Linked DNA regions of Mus musculus: all the other regions are linked to region 1. The links are chromatin contacts, called in public promoter capture Hi-C maps. All regions are on one chromosome and are shown on one strand. The core of a region is the stretch at or near the end of the contact, and the rest is flanking DNA. Distances in the headings are between cores, read along the strand shown. Region 1 holds the start of Zfp787 (zinc finger protein 787). Region 2 holds the start of Rps19 (ribosomal protein S19). Region 3 holds the start of Sympk (symplekin). Region 4 holds the start of Ppp5c (protein phosphatase 5, catalytic subunit).

Evidence for each region. Promoter capture Hi-C pulls out the DNA fragments that hold promoters and counts their contacts.
Region 2: a contact with region 1 is called in a promoter capture Hi-C map of cranial neural crest. The contact joins the promoter of Rps19 here to the promoter of Zfp787 in region 1.
Region 3: a contact with region 1 is called in a promoter capture Hi-C map of pre-B cells. The contact joins the promoter of Sympk here to the promoter of Zfp787 in region 1. A contact is called at or near these places in 3 of 39 promoter capture datasets (cranial neural crest, liver and pre-B cells).
Region 4: a promoter capture Hi-C map of second pharyngeal arch cranial neural crest shows a contact between it and region 1. The contact joins the promoter of Ppp5c here to the promoter of Zfp787 in region 1. A contact is called at or near these places in 2 of 39 promoter capture datasets (cranial neural crest and second pharyngeal arch cranial neural crest) and 1 of 484 Hi-C or Micro-C datasets (B cells).

Annotation. Positions count from the first base shown.
Region 1 is chr7:6,154,210-6,158,281 of GRCm38.p6, forward strand. Zfp787 (zinc finger protein 787) reads right to left here and starts at 1,756. Exons shown (of 3, transcript NM_001013012.2): 1 at 1,636-1,756. It overlaps Gm36371 (a long non-coding RNA gene), which reads left to right and starts at 3,010. Exons shown (of 2, transcript XR_391130.2): 1 at 3,010-4,056.
Region 2 is chr7:24,882,932-24,887,003 of GRCm38.p6, forward strand. Rps19 (ribosomal protein S19) reads left to right here and starts at 1,661. Exons shown (of 6, transcript NM_001360119.1): 1 at 1,661-1,736; 2 at 2,205-2,275; 3 at 2,521-2,621. The coding sequence starts at 2,205.
Region 3 is chr7:19,022,633-19,026,704 of GRCm38.p6, forward strand. Sympk (symplekin) reads left to right here and starts at 1,745. Exons shown (of 27, transcript NM_026605.2): 1 at 1,745-1,874. Foxa3 (forkhead box A3) reads right to left here and starts at 907. Exons shown (of 2, transcript NM_008260.2): 1 at 717-907. The coding sequence starts at 785.
Region 4 is chr7:17,025,503-17,029,574 of GRCm38.p6, forward strand. It overlaps Ppp5c (protein phosphatase 5, catalytic subunit), which reads right to left and starts at 2,412. Exons shown (of 13, transcript NM_011155.2): 1 at 2,191-2,412. The coding sequence starts at 2,311.

The DNA of each region.
Region 1 (4,072 bases), core at 506-3,005:
TGGGGTTAGTGGAGTTTGTAGTCTTGATGGACTGGGCATAGTCAGGGAACTGTAACAGTGTAACAATTAAGTAGTGGAAACAGCCTGGGAAAGGGGGAAGTGACACATCCAAGGTCACGGAACCATAAACGAGCCAAAATTGGAACTCAGGAGCTGGCTCCAGAGACTTTTTGAACTTTTGCCTGAAAGCAAAAGTATGAAAACCCTTGCTCTGGGTGTATCACTTTAACACCTCTATTGTGTCCTCGTGAGGAATGGCATGAAATTTCTTATCTATGGCTGCAGAACTTAGGAGCTGAAGCGAGGAATTGAGCTTCAGAGCTCGTGGGCAATATTCCCAGTAGCTGCAAATCATTCTTGAATTTCACCATGGGCCAAGCCTGAGGATATACCCTTCTCTGCTCAGATGGAGAACACATGAGATAAACCAAGTCAGAATCTAATGTGAAAGTTCTCTGGGCCATGGCAGCACAGCACTCAGTGACTCCAGAGAAGCAGGAGGGGAAAGTTACCTGCACTTGACCCAAGAGGCTTAAAGCTTTCCCCAGAGCAGAGGCCAGATCTCAGCTAGATTCTCAACAACGCCAAACATGGAGCCTGAATCAGAAATTAAGGGGTTGGGGGAACCCATCAGGTCTGCGTTTTTAATAACGACCTGGGCAATAACGCCTAAGGTCGTCCTGGGTCAGGTCTCAGCTCCTGCTTTCCAACCCCAGTTCATGTTCATTTTCCTATCCTGGTGTTAAGACAGGTGTCAGTTCACTCCCCACTCACTTCTTCGTCTGTGGATCACTTTTCCGACTGACCTTTTGTAAGTGCTGGGGCACACATTCCCGGGGCTTGGGGGTCACCCTATGACCTAACTCTTGTACAGATTGGAGGTGGAGGCGGGAGGTCTGCTAAGGGGCGGGGCTCCGCGCTGGACCCAGCCCTGTGTCCGCCCAGGGGAGGAAGGCAACAGTCCAGGCGGCCCAGGACGACCCACACGGTGCTGACCTTGGCCTGGCGCTTCCCCTCCCAGGACGTGTTTCCTGCCGCCGGTCAGCACGCGCGGGGGAAATAGATGAATGAGCCTCCCGCCACCTGCATCCCGTAATTACTCGCTGGATCAAAGGCCAGCGCATGGCCCCCGAGGCAGCAACGGGCCAGGCGACTCGATTTGAGGAAGGAGAGGACTTGGGAGAACTTGGGCCGAGACTGACCATGGGCCGCCGTTTCCGGTCAGCCCAATCCAGGCGGCGGGGTCTCTCCCCACATCAAGCCTCGCCCCCGCAACAAGTCCCTGGCACTTCCGGCCATGACCGGCTGCAAGTCCAGTCCGGGTGGCCCGGACCCCACCGGTTGGATAACCCAGGTGCCTGCCGGCCCAGCACTGCCGCCGGAGTAGCGCACGCGCATTGTCCCAGGCCGCGGCGCCAATCTCTCCCGCGCGCGCGCGCGAACTCCCCGGCCGCGCGCCCGCTCACGCCCACCCCCCCCACACACACCCCTAACACGACACGCACGCGCACTAGTCCGCTCTGCCGCGCTCGCCCTCCCGCCTCCCCACCCACCCCCGTCCGAAGCCCAGCTTCCCGACGCGCTCTCATCCCAGCCACTCGGCGCACGCCCCCCTGAGCCCGCGGCCGCCCTCACCTCCGCGGCCCCGGGGCCGTCACGCCGCACTCTTCCTCTCGCCTGCCTCGCGGATGGTGGCAGCGGCGGCAGCGGCGACTCAGACCCTGGGGTCAGGGGGACGGGCGCCCAGGCCGGAAGTGACCTTCCCGGCCGCTTCCGCTCGCGCCTCTCCCTCTCCTCCCCCTCCCAGGCCGCCACCGCTACCTCGCCACTCTAGGCAGAGGAGCTCCAGGACCCCTGACCGCTACCCCCTCCGGCTCTATGGTACGGAAAGGCGCCTCGGGACGCTACTTCCGGAATTATCTAGGACCCAGGTCCTCCGTTTTGCTCTATGGCGCCTCGCTCCGAGGGGCTCGGGCCCCGCCCCCTCCCCGGACAGAAGGCTGGGCTCGACCCGTTAGGCGCACACTTCCGGGTGTCGGGGCGGCCCCCAACCCAGCCTCGTCGCTCGCGCCTGCGCGGTGAGCTGCCCGCGGCGACGCTCCCACTACTCCAGTCCTCCTGTCGTCTCTATCATCGTAACCCCTTCCGCCCCGGGGCGCTTCCAGGCCAACGCCGGTCTCAAGAAAAAATTCGGTTCACGAGATCTGGAGTTTTTCCCCAAAATGTTTCCGCTCGAGCCTCCGGTGCGGGTTGCATTTTGGGACGACCTCATCTTGAAATCGGCCTGTTTTGCAGAGAACCAGAGGTCACATTACCTTACTAAGTGACATAGCAAGAATGACCTCGAACCTTCAGAGTAGGGCTCCAAATTAAGTGTTTATGACTTATTACTCTCCTAGAAGAAAGGTCCATCACAGTTTGGAGGATGCTGATGATGAAGAAAAGGAATGAAAGGACCCTCTACAGATATCTGCTTCCAAGGCACAATTTGAAACTTGAAAGTCAATGTCAGCTTCTCTGAGACAAATGGTATCATCATCACGTAACTACCTTTACAAAAGCAGGCGTCAGGTGCTGCTGACACTTGGACTAAGTAAGGGATGGACTTTTTAAACAAACTCCTCCTGCACCAGAGAAAATCCTGGGCAGCCTAAAGAAGCAAAGCCCACAGGCAAAACGATACATGACACCTGAGGACAAGCTAAGAAAATGGAAAGCATAGCCATCTCCTTAGCAAGGTGCTCCAGAAGTCTTTGCTCAGCAGACTGTTAAGGATGTGTAGAGAGTTAGAAAATTCAAGAGGAGGCCTATGCTGAGCCCTGTAATGGAAAATGTCCAAACTGCCTGTAATTCATGTTCAAGCGCTGGACTTCCGTGGTTAGATTAAAGATAAACCAGCCAGGACCTTTCAACGGGTGATAAAGATCACAGGCTGCTTGTAACTGATCAAAAGGCTAAAGGCGAACCCACAGCAGGGGTATTAAAATGGCCCCAAAGGTAAAGAGTAAACGGAGGACAGTAAAAAAAAAAAAAAAAAAAAAAATTAACTATCCCTTCCTGGCTCAAAGCTAACAAAACTAAAAGGCAAACTGGCAGCATCAGACACAGCCACGGTAGTTACTGTTCCATCCCGAGTCCTGGGCCACACAGAGGAATTCTTAGAATGCTAAACCAAGTAATCTGAAGATACATATTTTCTCCATGGTGAGCCTCAAAGGCTCAGGGGTACACACTCACCTAGTACCCACGAAACCCTAACGGGAACAGCTTTGTGCCACTTTCAGTGACAACTACAAGGAACCAAGGCTCTGGGCACCCCAGGCTTTCTCTTGTCTCTCCAAACTTTATCTTTTTTTGTTTTTGTTTTTGTTTAAACTCTAGTAAATGTGCAATTCTGTTTTGCCCCTCCTATCTCCTTATCTCCTTTCCCACTATGACTCCACCGTGATGCTCAGGGTGTACTCCTTCTCTAACTCCAGCCAGCTATCCTCAAGTCACTTTTTGTATCTGATTTGTGTGGGATTATTTTTTTTTCCATTTCTGGGGTTTGCAGGCACTGTGTGTGTGTGTGTGTGTGTGTGTGTGTGTCCATGCATGTGCATGTAAGGTCAGAGAACAGCTATCAGGAGTTGGTTGGTCCTCTTCTATCATGTGAGTCTTGGGAGTCTAACTCCGGTTGTCAAGCTTGGCAGCAAGTACACTCTACTACCTGAGCCATTTTCCTGGCCATAGCTATTGAATCTTGTAACTCTCTGAGTTCTATGATCCATATGAATTTTATGAGCTTGCTGACTCTTCCCGATTTCAATCTAAAGCAAAGTTAAAGACTATTACCCACGCAGCCAATTCCTAGGCTATTTCTGTAATAAGTTACTTCTCCTCTTTGCTGCAGCAGAATGCCTGACCAGAGCCAATTAAGGGGAAAGGATTTACTTGAACGCACAGTTTGAAGATCCCGTCCATCATGGCATTGCAACCACAGTCAGGAAACAGACGGGTGAATGCTGGCACTCAGCTCTCCAGAAACCCCAGCCCATGGAGCAGTGCCACCCATAGGTAATGTGGGTCTTTC
Region 2 (4,072 bases), core at 411-2,910, about 19 Mb after region 1:
GAATTTGCTGTAATCCTCCTGCCTGTGTCTCCTGAGTGTTAGGACCGTAGGTGTGCATCACTATGCCCAGGCCATTTAAGTGTTTAAGGTTTTTTTAAATTTACTTTTGTGTGTATGTGTCTGCATATGTACATACATGAGTGCACGTGCCCGAGGAAGCCAGAAGAGGACATGTCATCCTCTGGAGATGAAAGTACAAGCTACTGTGACCCTCCAGTGTAGGTGTTTGGAACTGAAGTCAGATTTTCTGAAATTGCTGAGCCATCTGTCTCTCCGGCCCCTCAAACTGGCTTAACTTTTCACTTATGTATTGATAATTCATTTCTTTTTAATATTTTTTTCTAATTTTAAGTCTTAGTATGTGTATAAAGAGGGTGCGATATGTGAACATACACCCTTCTCTGAGACGCACCTGTGGCAGTCAGAGGACAAAACTCTGTAGTTAGTTCTTATACCGTGATGGGTTCAAAGAATCGTATCAGGTCAATCAGGCTCGTATGGGAGAACTTCTACCTAGTGAGCGAACCATCACAATGCCCCTCGTTTCTTTTTTTTTTTTGGGGGGGGGGGGGTCGAGACAGGGTTTCTCTGTGTAGCCCTGACTGTCCTGGAACTCACTCTGTAGACCAGGCTGGCCTCGAACTCAGAAATCCGCCTGCCTCTGCCTCCTGAGTGCTGGGATTAAAGGCGTGCGCCACCACGCCCGGCCCCTCCTCTCTTTTCTATCTTAAATAATATTTGTCTGGATGCAACACAACCTCAAATATTTTATGCGCTGCGCTGCGGGGTGGGAGTGGGAGGTACTGAGAGCCTGGCGTAGTGACACACTCCCGTAGCATTAAGCTGGGGGATCATGAGTTCAAAGCCAGCCTTAGATAAAAAGTCCCAGGCCAGTCTTGGCTAAATAAATTAATGATAATCCTGTCTCAAAACAACAAACGATAGGCAGGTAGGTGGGTGGGTAGGTACAGATATAATAAAGTTGCACAGGTCAGCTTGGATGACTCAGAAGAGGCAAACGAGGAGACTAACGGTCTGAACAACCAGACTCCGGCACTAGATGGCGGAGCTGAACCTCCACCAAGGGCCCGCCTCTACCCCTTTGTCCCCGCCCTAATCTCCTCCCCGCTCCCAACGCCTTCTTTCCTCTCCGCGAGCGTCAATGGAGCTGAAGCAACTTCCGCCCAAAGAAGGGTGGGGCTTCCGTGTATCTCTTGGTCTCGCGAATGCTAATGCTAGCACAAAAGGTGGTGGTGGCCACATGTCATAGTGCCTTTTCCCTGGATTGCCTGTCACGGTTCCGCCCGTAACTATTCCCATTTCCGGCCAGGAAGCAGGGTCTTGCGCTGAATCCCGCCTTCCTTTCGTGCGCGCTCAACTTCGCCCGCACTTCCGCCCTCAAAAGTTTCCGCCTCCTTGTTCCCGCCAGACACACAAGGCTCAAATGAAGGCCGACTCCCCCAGCTCGCTCCGGTCACGCCCAAGGAAACGGAAAGAGGAACCAGATCCCTTATCCTCCTCCCGAGTCCCTTCTCTTGGCTTCTCCACCCCTTCCTCTTACAGACCCGCCCATTTTGGGTGGAGATGAAGCCATATTCGCCCTCAGAAAGGCGGAGCCCTCTGGTTTAGCCGCTCTCGCGAGCACTCCGAAATCTCGCGAGACTCGACGCCCGACTTGTGCGCCCGGGAAACCCCGTCGTTCCCTTTCCCCTGGCTGGCAGCGCGGAGGCCGCACGGTGAGTGAGGGCTCTGGGTCGCGGCTGTGCGCGGGGCCACGGGGCCGGGCTTTCTGGCCCCAAGAGCTCGTGCCGGGACCGCGGGAAGCCCGGCGCGGGGTCGCTCCGCCCTCTGGAGCCGCGGCCACGTGCGAGCGGCAGGCCCGGACATGCCTGATCGCCGCAATCCGGGAGCCCGGAGGGTTAGGTGGGCAGCGGAGGGGTGAGTGGGACGCCCGGAACGTGGGCTTGAGGGAGCGGGGTGTGGAGGGCTCTCCCACGCGGTCACCACGCCGCGGTGCTGCGATCCGCGTGGCGTGTGCACCCGGCAACTCTGTTGGACCTGCAGGAGCCGAGTTGCAGGGACATGAGGCTGGGTGGATGCTGAGGCTTTGGGGTGGACTGGCGACGAGCAGGGTTGGTGTTGACCTGGACCCACGTCAGGGGTTTGCACCAAGCCTGACCTCGGCATGCTTGTCCCTTCCTCAGATGCCCGGAGTTACTGTAAAAGACGTTAACCAGCAGGAGTTCGTCAGAGCTCTGGCAGCCTTCCTCAAAAAGTAAGTGTTTGTTGGAACTGAGGCCTGACCCCTGTGCGCTGTGACCCCAATGTGTCATTAATCCCTCTGGCCACTTGCTGGGGGTCTTTTCTGAATTGGGCCTACGGTGACCATGCTTCCTTTTTAACCTGTTCGTTCTTGCTTTTTTTTTCCCCCAACCTTGTTAACTTGCTAAAGGTTAGTAGATCTGAAGTCATCTTTGGAAATTTTTGAAGTGTGCTTTTTCTCAATTCTCTTGGTTCTAGGTCCGGGAAGCTGAAAGTCCCCGAATGGGTGGACACAGTCAAGCTGGCCAAACATAAAGAGCTTGCCCCATATGATGAGAACTGGTTCTACACACGAGCTGGTAAGAACTGAGGCTTTGGCTGGGAGTGGGAACCTGGGCGACCCCAGGCAGGGACCCTGTCTTCCCCTCCCATCTACACCAGGAGACAGACCTCATTATTGAATAGCTGTAGCTTTAAACTAGAAAGGAAATCTGAGGGCAAATGAGTGTCCATATTTTGCTTACTTGAGAGTCTTAACAGCTTTCTGTGTCCACGGTTATAGCATTTAGATTTGAACAACTGTCAACTCCTGTTTGGTTGAGTGGTCGGGAGTGCCACTCCTGTTATAAAGGAAACTTACAGATCTGGTGCCCAAAGAAAACTTTGGGGTGCCCCTCTGGTCTCTCTGGATCCTGCCTGGGTGCTTTGTGCATCCTGTTGTCTCTAGTCTTTAGGGGAGCAGGATTCTTTCTGCTGGGTAGTGCCAGGGTTGCAGTTCATGGCCAGGCCTTTGCTAGGGGGGGGCCCTGCCTGAGAATTCCCCTGGTCGTGGGAAGTAAGTTCCTCTTCGCTTAAGACCGTGAAGCAGTTTATAAGTTAATATTAAATGTCCACGGGATCCACTTTGTTTCAGGCTTTGGCATGGGCACAGGGACCACCATGACTCAACACAGCCTCTGAAAACCAAAAGGTCAATTCCACAGTGTGGGAAAAGGTCGGTGCTTCCACCTGCCAGCACGTTTTTAAGGAGGGTGATGTAGGGAAGGGTGGTGAGGCCTAGCTGAGGTGTGCACCTCACACCCCCTCTTGGAAGCAAGCGTGCAGTGGTGTTGACAGTGCTTCAGGTGGTAGGTTAGGGCGGCTGTGGAGTTGCGAGAGGAAGACTGTTGGGTTTCTCTGGGTAGAGTGGTGTACTTGCTGTGGACAGGGTTGGTTGTCTAGTTTCCACAGCTGCTGTGGGGGGAGGCTGCCATATCCAGGGCCCGCCAGACACTGAGCTGTGTCCCAAGCAGGATGGGGTTAGCAAGAAATGGAATCGAGCCAGGTGCCTTTTGCCTTTGATTCCAGCACTTCTGGAGCAGAAGCAGTTTGGGGCCAGACCTGCTGGTGTGAGCTTGTATTCCCAGAATTTGAGAGACCAAGGCAATGCTGAGGGGGCTGGGCTGAGCTACAGGAAGACCCCAGCATTCTGGGGTCTAATGGGTTCCTGTCTGGTTTGATCAAAAAGCTCAGGCTCTTACCAAATTGTAGCCGTTTGTCATAACACTGAAAAGGGGGGTACAGAGGTGGCATTACTTTCTTCGAAGATAGGCTAGTTCTGTTCAAAGTTAGTTTTCAGACTATGTTTGTAGTTTTGTCTGGATAATGAGCTGGCTTGTTCTGTCACTTGCTTTTGGGGCTGGAGTGCAGTGGGGAAACAGGCTCATGTTTTAGGTCCTGAGAAAAGGCTCCATGGGCCTCCTGTGTTAGGACCAGGGGGCTTGTTGGGAGAGTGACATTTGTAGGGGACCACTTCCGTTGGAGAACCAAA
Region 3 (4,072 bases), core at 495-2,994, about 13 Mb after region 1:
TGTTGGGGTGAAGGAATTAATGTAAGTCTAGCAATGCCTAGATGGTGTACATTCTGGAGAGCCCCTGCTGAGGGTCGGGGTAAGGATGGCTGACTCCTGCCACACAGATGTGGATCCTCTTGTCTTTTGATCTTCCAAGGCTGACGTCATCTGAGGACTAGTCTACCTAAGCCACCTGTTACATTAGATTCCTCAGAAGGACCCCCGACCACCCTATTTGTGCCCCTACCTTAGCTCCTCAGCTGATCTTTATCCCGGAACCTCAATTCTGACCCCCGACTGCCCGAAGTCCCCCAACCCCCGTCTTCAACCCTGAATTCCGGCACAAACTTTTCCTTACTGCGGACTACCAATGCCTCTTAGTCTCTGTATTTCTCCTCTCTACTACAGAACTCATTTCTCGAGGTCCTCCAGCTCTATCGCTCTACCCTAGAGCTCCGGTTCCCACCTCCAATTTGTTCATTCGACTCAGGGGCTCGACACCTTTCAAGTATAACTTCGAGGTTTCATTGCTAACATTTTCTTCCGTTGGAAGCAAGCCTTCGCATGGATCTGCAGTCTAAATCGTTCTCCCAAACCTTGTCCCCCGACTCCCACACCTAGAATCTGTGTCCTCAGGTCTGTTGCTCCCACCTGGGCCCACACCACAGCGCCTGCTTGCATTTAAGCCCCACACCTGCCCCCCATTTCCCGCTCCGCCATCCCCGAGGACACACCTCGCCCGCCTCCGGGTAGTAGCTCCACTCGGCCAGGTCATGAGCCTCCATCTTCACTGAGCCCAGCATCCCCGGGGCCTGCGCCCCCACACACCCAGGCTGAGGCCCCCCTGGGGGAACCGAGTGCTTCGGTCTCTCTACAGGCACTAGCCCCGAGTTCCGACCTGAGGCACACAGCCCGGGAGTCCCGCTGGCCCAGGCGCCTTGGGAGGCAGCCACTTTTTATAGCCGGGACACCCCCTCCCGGGCCCGCCCCGGGCTCCCCGCCCGCCTCCCCGAGCGCGGCGCCCTCGGATTGGGGCGCCCCCTGCGGGATCTCAAGAAGAGAGACCTCAGGCACTGGGAGCCTCGGTCCTGGCACCTGGAAGCTTGCGATGGATGAAGAGTCGGGGACTACAAGGCGTGGGGTAGAGAGCCACACCCTGCTGATCCCAAAAGCCCTAGAGCAACAGAGCGGGAGCCGGGGAATCTTTCTGCCTCTAAGTGTTTCATCATCTCCAGCTAAAGGAGGGAAACTCTAGAACCCCGCATGTCTTCCACGAAAGAAAGGAGGTTGACAGAGCTCAGGACTCCACAAGTCCCTATACAACACCGTTTAAGTAGCCCGCAGAGATTCCTGAAACCACATTCCCATTGGACAGACAGGAAGACTGAGGCTTTTGACGTCTGCGAATGTTGCAGGCTCCGTACAGAGTCAGGGTCGGCGGTGGAAAGGCTCAGGGCTTCTGCTCAGACCCCATTAAGGCACCAGATCTCCTCTAAGACCCAGAAACTCCACTCACAGCACTCTCCACTCAACGTTAGCCAGCCGTCTAGGGAGAGGGACTCCGGACCGCTGGGAACTCCATTTCCCAGAAGCCTTCGTTCCCATTTCCGTCCGGCGCCTGCGCAGCGCGGACTACATTTCCCAGAAGGCATGGCGCTCGAAGGCCGGAAATGGCGGCCGCTCCGGTGGACGCCCGGGGAGGGCGGGCGGCTGCCGACGCGGCACGCCTTAGGGGCGGGGACCGGCCGCGGTGCCGGACTCCATTTCCCGGCGGCCCTACTAGTGCAGCGCCTGCGCCGTGTCACGGCGGCGGGCGGAAGATGGCGGCGGCGGCAGCGTCTGCGGAGAGGCGCTGCTGAGGGGGCGCGAGGGGGACAGAGGCCGGAGTCGCGGTGAGCGGGTGGCGGCGTGAGGTCCTGGGGTGGGGGGAGGGGGGGCGCTGACAAGGCCGGGGCGCGAGCGATGGGGAGGGCCTCGGCGAGGGCCGGGAGCAGCGGGGTCGCGGGCCCCCGCTTCTTCCCACACTGCTCGGGACCCATCCTTGCCTTCTTTGGCTTCCCGGTCCCCCGGGGCCAAAGTTCCACCGTGGCCGCGCAGACCTCCTGGGCCACCAGCCTGGCCCTGGCTCGTCCCCCGCTCCGCACACTGCTGCACCGGGCCCTTCACTTCCCCAGACTGGCCGTGTGCGAAGCTTCCCACCTCCGGGCCTTTGCACAGGCTGTTCCTCCCCAGTGTCCCCCGCCCTGGAAACGTGCTGTTATCCTTCGGCCTAACTCCCTTTCATCTTCGGGGTTGGGGGGCTCGGCACCCCACGTCACTGCCCCTGCAAAACCTCCGTTTGCCTCCCTCCTTCCTCAAATCCGCCTGCTGAAGGCTCTCCTAGGTCCCCTTGCCTTGCCTTCTCGTCACGTGTGGTCGAACTTGTTATTAGGATTTTATTTGTGTGCTGCGTGAGGAGGTCCCTGACCCTGGGCTCTGTGTAAGAGAGGACAGAGTGTGTCCTGGTGCCTGCCTCCCAGCACAGCTCGCGCCCAACATACACTGGTGTTGCTTAGGCGATGCTCGTTGAATGAATACAGAAAATACAAAAAACAAACAAACAAACAAACAAACAAAAACACTTGGAGATCCACTCTTTAGGATAACGGGAAAGTCATCGTACTTCCTGGTGGGAGGGGCGGTTCAATGCTGAGCACACAACCAGAGAGGGGAAAACAGTGTTAATGTTTCTGATAGCCAGACTGCAAACATCCCGGCTGTCCTTCAGTGGGAAGTCTAGCAGAAATCACTATATTTACGTAATAAAATGATTTGCAACCGTGGAAAGAAAGGAAGGTGGAAAATAGACTGAGCTCAGTATTTACTAAGAGAAAAAAAAGTGAAATAGAAAATAGTTTCTATAAAGTTGACCATCAGCTTGTCTTGGAAGTTCACATGCGTGGATTCAGCCAATCTTAAGATTGAAATAGTCAGGAAAATGGTTTACACTGACTTTAAAATTTTACATCCTCCCTCAACAATACAATGTAACAACGTTGTTTACATTGTATGTTGAATTAGGTCATCTGGAGGTGATTTAAGCCAGACTTGATGACACAGACCTAGTTAAGAGACTGGGGCAGGGGGATTACAAAGTTACTTGGCACACAAGTGCTCTTACTATACAAGCCCTGAGTTCCCCAGCTAGCACAGCCTAAGAGATGATAACAGTATGCTAGAAGGTCTGTGTAGCACTTGAACACACTGGGAATGGAGCATGGGGCTTTGTGCATAGTAAAAACCTGAATACCAAGTGAGCTATGTGCCCAGCCCAACAGTGCCTCATCCATCACCTCCTCCTCCTCCACCGCCACTACCTCCAGGTTTCTCTTTGTAGCCTTGGTTGTCCTGGAACTCACTTGGCAGACCAAGCTGGTCTTGAATTTGTAGAGCTACGTCTGCCTCTGCCTCCCAAGTAACTGGTATTAAAGGTGTGTACCAGCACCTGGCTTTCTTTCTCCCCCACCCCTTTTCTCTTTCTCTCTCTCTCTCTCTCTCTCTCTCTCTCTCTTTCTTTCTTTCTTTCTTCCAGCGACTCCAGATGGGTTTCAAACTGAGAGCGTCTTACCTCTGCCCAGAGTGCTGGGATTAAAGGGGTATGTCACCCTATCTGGCCAAACAGTGCTGTTTTAATTTACGGCCTGATTTTTGATATGAAGGGAGTCCTGGGGGTCAATTTCTGATACCGATAGGCAGCTGAACATCCATTTTACTAATTAAAAAAAGAAAAAAAGAAAAACAAAAAAGAGAAATAGGAATATATACTCAAGACAAAACAAAGCCCAGAAGATTAAAGAGGAAGGGGAGTTTTGCTGGTTCTTGGTGTATCATCCAGAAGGAGGGTGGAGTTCCTTATGTTCTGGTTCCAGGAGCAGTGTGGTATGTCATGTGGCCATGCCCCTTGGCTTAATGAACAGACATGTGGCATGGCAATGGTCAGAAGCATGGAACAAAAGGAATGCATTGGATGTGGGGTGTGTGTGTGTGTGTGTGTGTGTGTACATTTGGAGTAGGGAAGGCCTCACTAAGGAGGCCCTCTTCTGGGGGCAGA
Region 4 (4,072 bases), core at 1,162-3,661, about 11 Mb after region 1:
TACCGTCCTGATAGGATCTCTCACACTCATTAACTTCCCTCCCTTCTAGCAGCCCCACCCCGCCCTAAGCCCCGTTCTTTAGAAGGCATGAATCTGGACCAGCTTTAGCTCTCCAGGGCCTCTGCTGACAGCTCAAGTCCCCTCCCACCTTCTATGTGTAGCTGCATCCTAACCCTTCTAACCACCTCCACTTCTGCCCCACTCCCTAGTGCCAGGCTCCACTCACCTTAGCCACCTGCTCCCCTCCCCGTCTCTGGGCAGCCAGCCTCAGTTCCTCCCACTAGCCTGGTCAAAGGCTCCACCCCTCACCTGTCTTCCCTTCCAGTCTCCTCTCTCCAGCCTGGCCTTTGAATCCAGTCTCTGAACAGCAAGGAGGACCAGTACCCAAAGTAACTGGACCACTCTCCTAAAACCCCTCCACAGCTCCAAGCCACCGTTAGGATGACACCTATAAAACCACTCAGCCCCCGAAGGCTCTAACTCTGGCCTCACCTCTCTCCTTGGTCTTCACAATCCTCCCACCTCCACCTCCAGAGAGCTGGGATGACAGGCAAGCACCATGTCTGGGCTTATCCCCATGGGGGGTGGGCACCTTTCCCCAAGGACTCTAAATCCTTCTCACCTTCCCCCACCTCCTCCAGATCTGTTACAGCTGGGTCTGTTTCTCTTTTGGGCCATAGCTGAAAAAGCATCCCTAGGACCCCCACCTACTCCCTCTTGCCATCTGCCCCCAATTCTCCATTCCCTTTCAGAACCGAGACACTTGTGCCTGTTGGTCTCCAATTCCTCACTTGCCTTCACCAGCCAGGGTCTTCTGGGCTGGCAGCCTCTTTATCATCTACAACTGCTGTTAACGTCACCGCGTTCCTCTGGGAGCAAAAGCTCTGATGGACAGTGCCTGGGGCTAGGTGATCAGGCACGTGGCTTTCTTTCCGGAAGAACCTTGTTTTCTTAGCCTGTGGCACCTTTCCTGGTTTCTCTTCCACCTCAGTCACTTCTCCTCAGTAGCCCCTTTTCCGCTGTAAACATGAAAACTCCATCCTAGGTTCTCTCTAGATCCCACTCTCTGGTGACTTCATCCATTCCCAGGGCACCTCCAACCATAGGCTGGTTACACTCAAAATTTTCTCCAGTCCAGACTGGTCCCATCTACCCACTCAATGTCCCTTTTCGGACAGCGAAGGAAACCCAAAACTCATCTTTGTGACGAATTCAGATTTTGCATGCTCTGTCCCCTTATCTTAATCTTCTCTTGTATCAGTCTTCCCCTCGTACCCCCAGTTTCCTCAAACTCCAGCCAAGCCAGTCTGTTTTCAATCACTCTCCACCCCAGGGTCTTCACACAAACTCAGTGGTCAGGACCCACGTGTAAAACTCCTTGTCAATTCGCCTCAAAAAGCCTCTTTCTCCAGGCACTCCCGACCTCACCATCGAAAGCAGACTCTAAGCTGTATTTCCTGTGTTGTCACCTTGACCCAAAGTGATCATCACAAGTTTGCAATGATTGGTTCTGCTTAAATCCGAGTCATGTGTTGCATTCATCGCTGCAGCCTCAGAGCCAAGCACAGGCCGTGTAGCACATGACACTTATTTAATACAAGTGTACTGAAAGAATGAATGAACGGAGACATGTCCTCCCACATGGCACTCTTAGCCCAAGATCACCCTATTCGTTCCTGCTCCACCTCTCCACCCTACTCGTTTCCTTGGATCACCCCAAATCGCCTTCCAATATAATTATCTACCTCCATCCCCATAATTCCCTTCTCTATTGGGCCTTCTCTTCTCGGTCATACTCATCTCAGGCCTCCCCACTCGGCAGCGCCATCACTGCCCTAAACACATGTCACTATTTGGTAGCGCCCTCTTCAGGTCTGACCACCATTTAGCACCTCTGTCCAGGTCTCACATTTGGTAGCACTCACATGTCGGCCCCCTGCTTTTCCCCTATCGTGTAGCAGCGCCTGCCTCAGTCTCCCCAGTGAGTGGCTTCTGCTTGGTATCCACTTCTCAGCAGCTCTCCCCAGTCTGTCGTCCAGCCTGAGCCTCCTCCTCGCGCCTGGCTACTCTGTAGTGCTTGCCCGGCGCCCAGGCTGCCGCTCCGCGTTGCCATGGTTCCCCGCCGGGCCTGGCACCCCCACAGCCTGGGCCGCTGTCCACCCTCCCTCACCCCGTCCGGGCCGGGCGCACCTTTGAAGTAGTCGTTGGCCTGTGTCTTGAGCTCCTCTGCCCGCTTCAGAGTGCCATCGGCCGGGGGTTCGTCCCGGGGGGTCTCAGCACACTCAGTCCGCTCGCCCTCCGCCATCGCCATGCCGCAAAGCGACCCCCACCCTGGCAACGGCCGCTCGCGGCACCAGGCCGAACCGTCGCGAAGGAGTGCCGAGTGACCGCCGCCGCTGCCGCACAAGTGTCGTAAAGCGCGGGCCCCAAAGGCACTCCTGACGCGCCTGCGCGGCGTCCCCCCCAACTTCCCCCCCCCCCCGCCCCCGCCCCCAGAGCGCCGGGAGGACAAGGTGACCAGAGGGTATCCAGACCGTACTTGTACTTGTAGAAGTAGCCAATCAGAAAGGAGAGAAGGGGCCTTGTGGATGGGGGCAGGCCGGGAGGGCGCCTACTCCCAAAGTTGCGAGGCTGCAAAAGTTTCTTGGAGATCCCGGCTTCCTTTAGGGTTGGTGATTGGGTTGCGTTGCCTCCGGCGGGTGGGGCTGCTTTCAAACCAGCACCCTGCCCAACCCGGAGTTTGCTCTGGAGCTGGGTGCTGCCAATTACTCGTGTGACCTTGAACAAGTTTATCTCTTGTCTCCTCAGTAACCCTTTTGGAAAATGGGTAGTTTCTCAAGCAAACAAAATAAAACTTGAACGTTGCAAATCAAGGCTCTTTTTGAATTATTAACAAGGCATCCCGATCTTCAAGTCTTGACAAGTCTCAATTGTACCATGTTTGTTCCGAGCCCAACAGCATCCTTATTAATTTATTTTATTTTTTTATTTTGAGATAGGATTTAATTATGCAACCCTGGCTAGCCTGGAACTTGCTATATAAACCAGGCTGGCCTTGAATTCAAAGACCCAGCTGCCTGTACCTCCCAAGTGTTGGGATTAAAGCTTTGCATCATCATGTCAAGTCCTAGAAAAAACCTTTTAAAGGGTCATGGATGTAGCTCAGTTGGTAGAGTACTTGTCTAGAGTGCTCCAGGCTTGAGTTCCAATTCCAGCACTATATAAATCAGGCTGAAAGGTGCACCTCAGTAATTTGAAGGCTTGATAGGTGGAGGCAACAGTATCAGAATTTCAGGTTCAAGGCCAGCCTGGGATACCTGAGACGCTGTTCCGAATACAAACAACCACACCAAAGGGATTTTTTTTTTTCTTCCGAGACAGGGTTTCTCTGTGTAGCCCTGGCTGTCCTGGAACTCACTCTGTAGACCAGGCTGGCCTTGAACTCAGAAATTCGCCTAACTCTGCCTCCCAAGTGCTGGGATTAAAGGCGTGTGCCACAACACCCCAGCCCCAAAGGGATCTTTTAAATGACACTGTTGCTGCTTGCATTTCCTGTGCCTGGATCAGAGCTTCAGCCTCCTCTGATGCTTGCGTTCATCCTCCCTCCTCCAGTTTACCTTCCATATGGCAGTCAGAGGCATCTTGCTGGAATACTGTAAAACTGGCACCCGCCGCAGCCTTCCATGGCTCCCCAGCTCCCTCGTGAGACAACCCAAACTCTTTCTGAGAAGCCACGGGTAGTCTAGCCTCCAGTAACATCTTCAGACCCCACTGTGTATCTTCCTATTCTAGTCTTTAAGTCCTCAATCTAGACACTAACACTATATATAAGTGCTTTAAGGCTGTGTATCAGCCTCACCTCCCCCGCTCCACCCCTGACTACAACTAACAATCACTCTGGAAAATCGATGTTGGTACACATGTCCATTTGACGTGTGTCCACAGGCATCAACGTATTCCTGAAGAGTCTGACTGAGAGTGAATCTGAATCTAATTTCTAGGCACAGTCCCTATTTGACTATACCTGCCAGTGCCAGTGGGATCATGTAGGAAGTGAATTTTCTTTTGATTT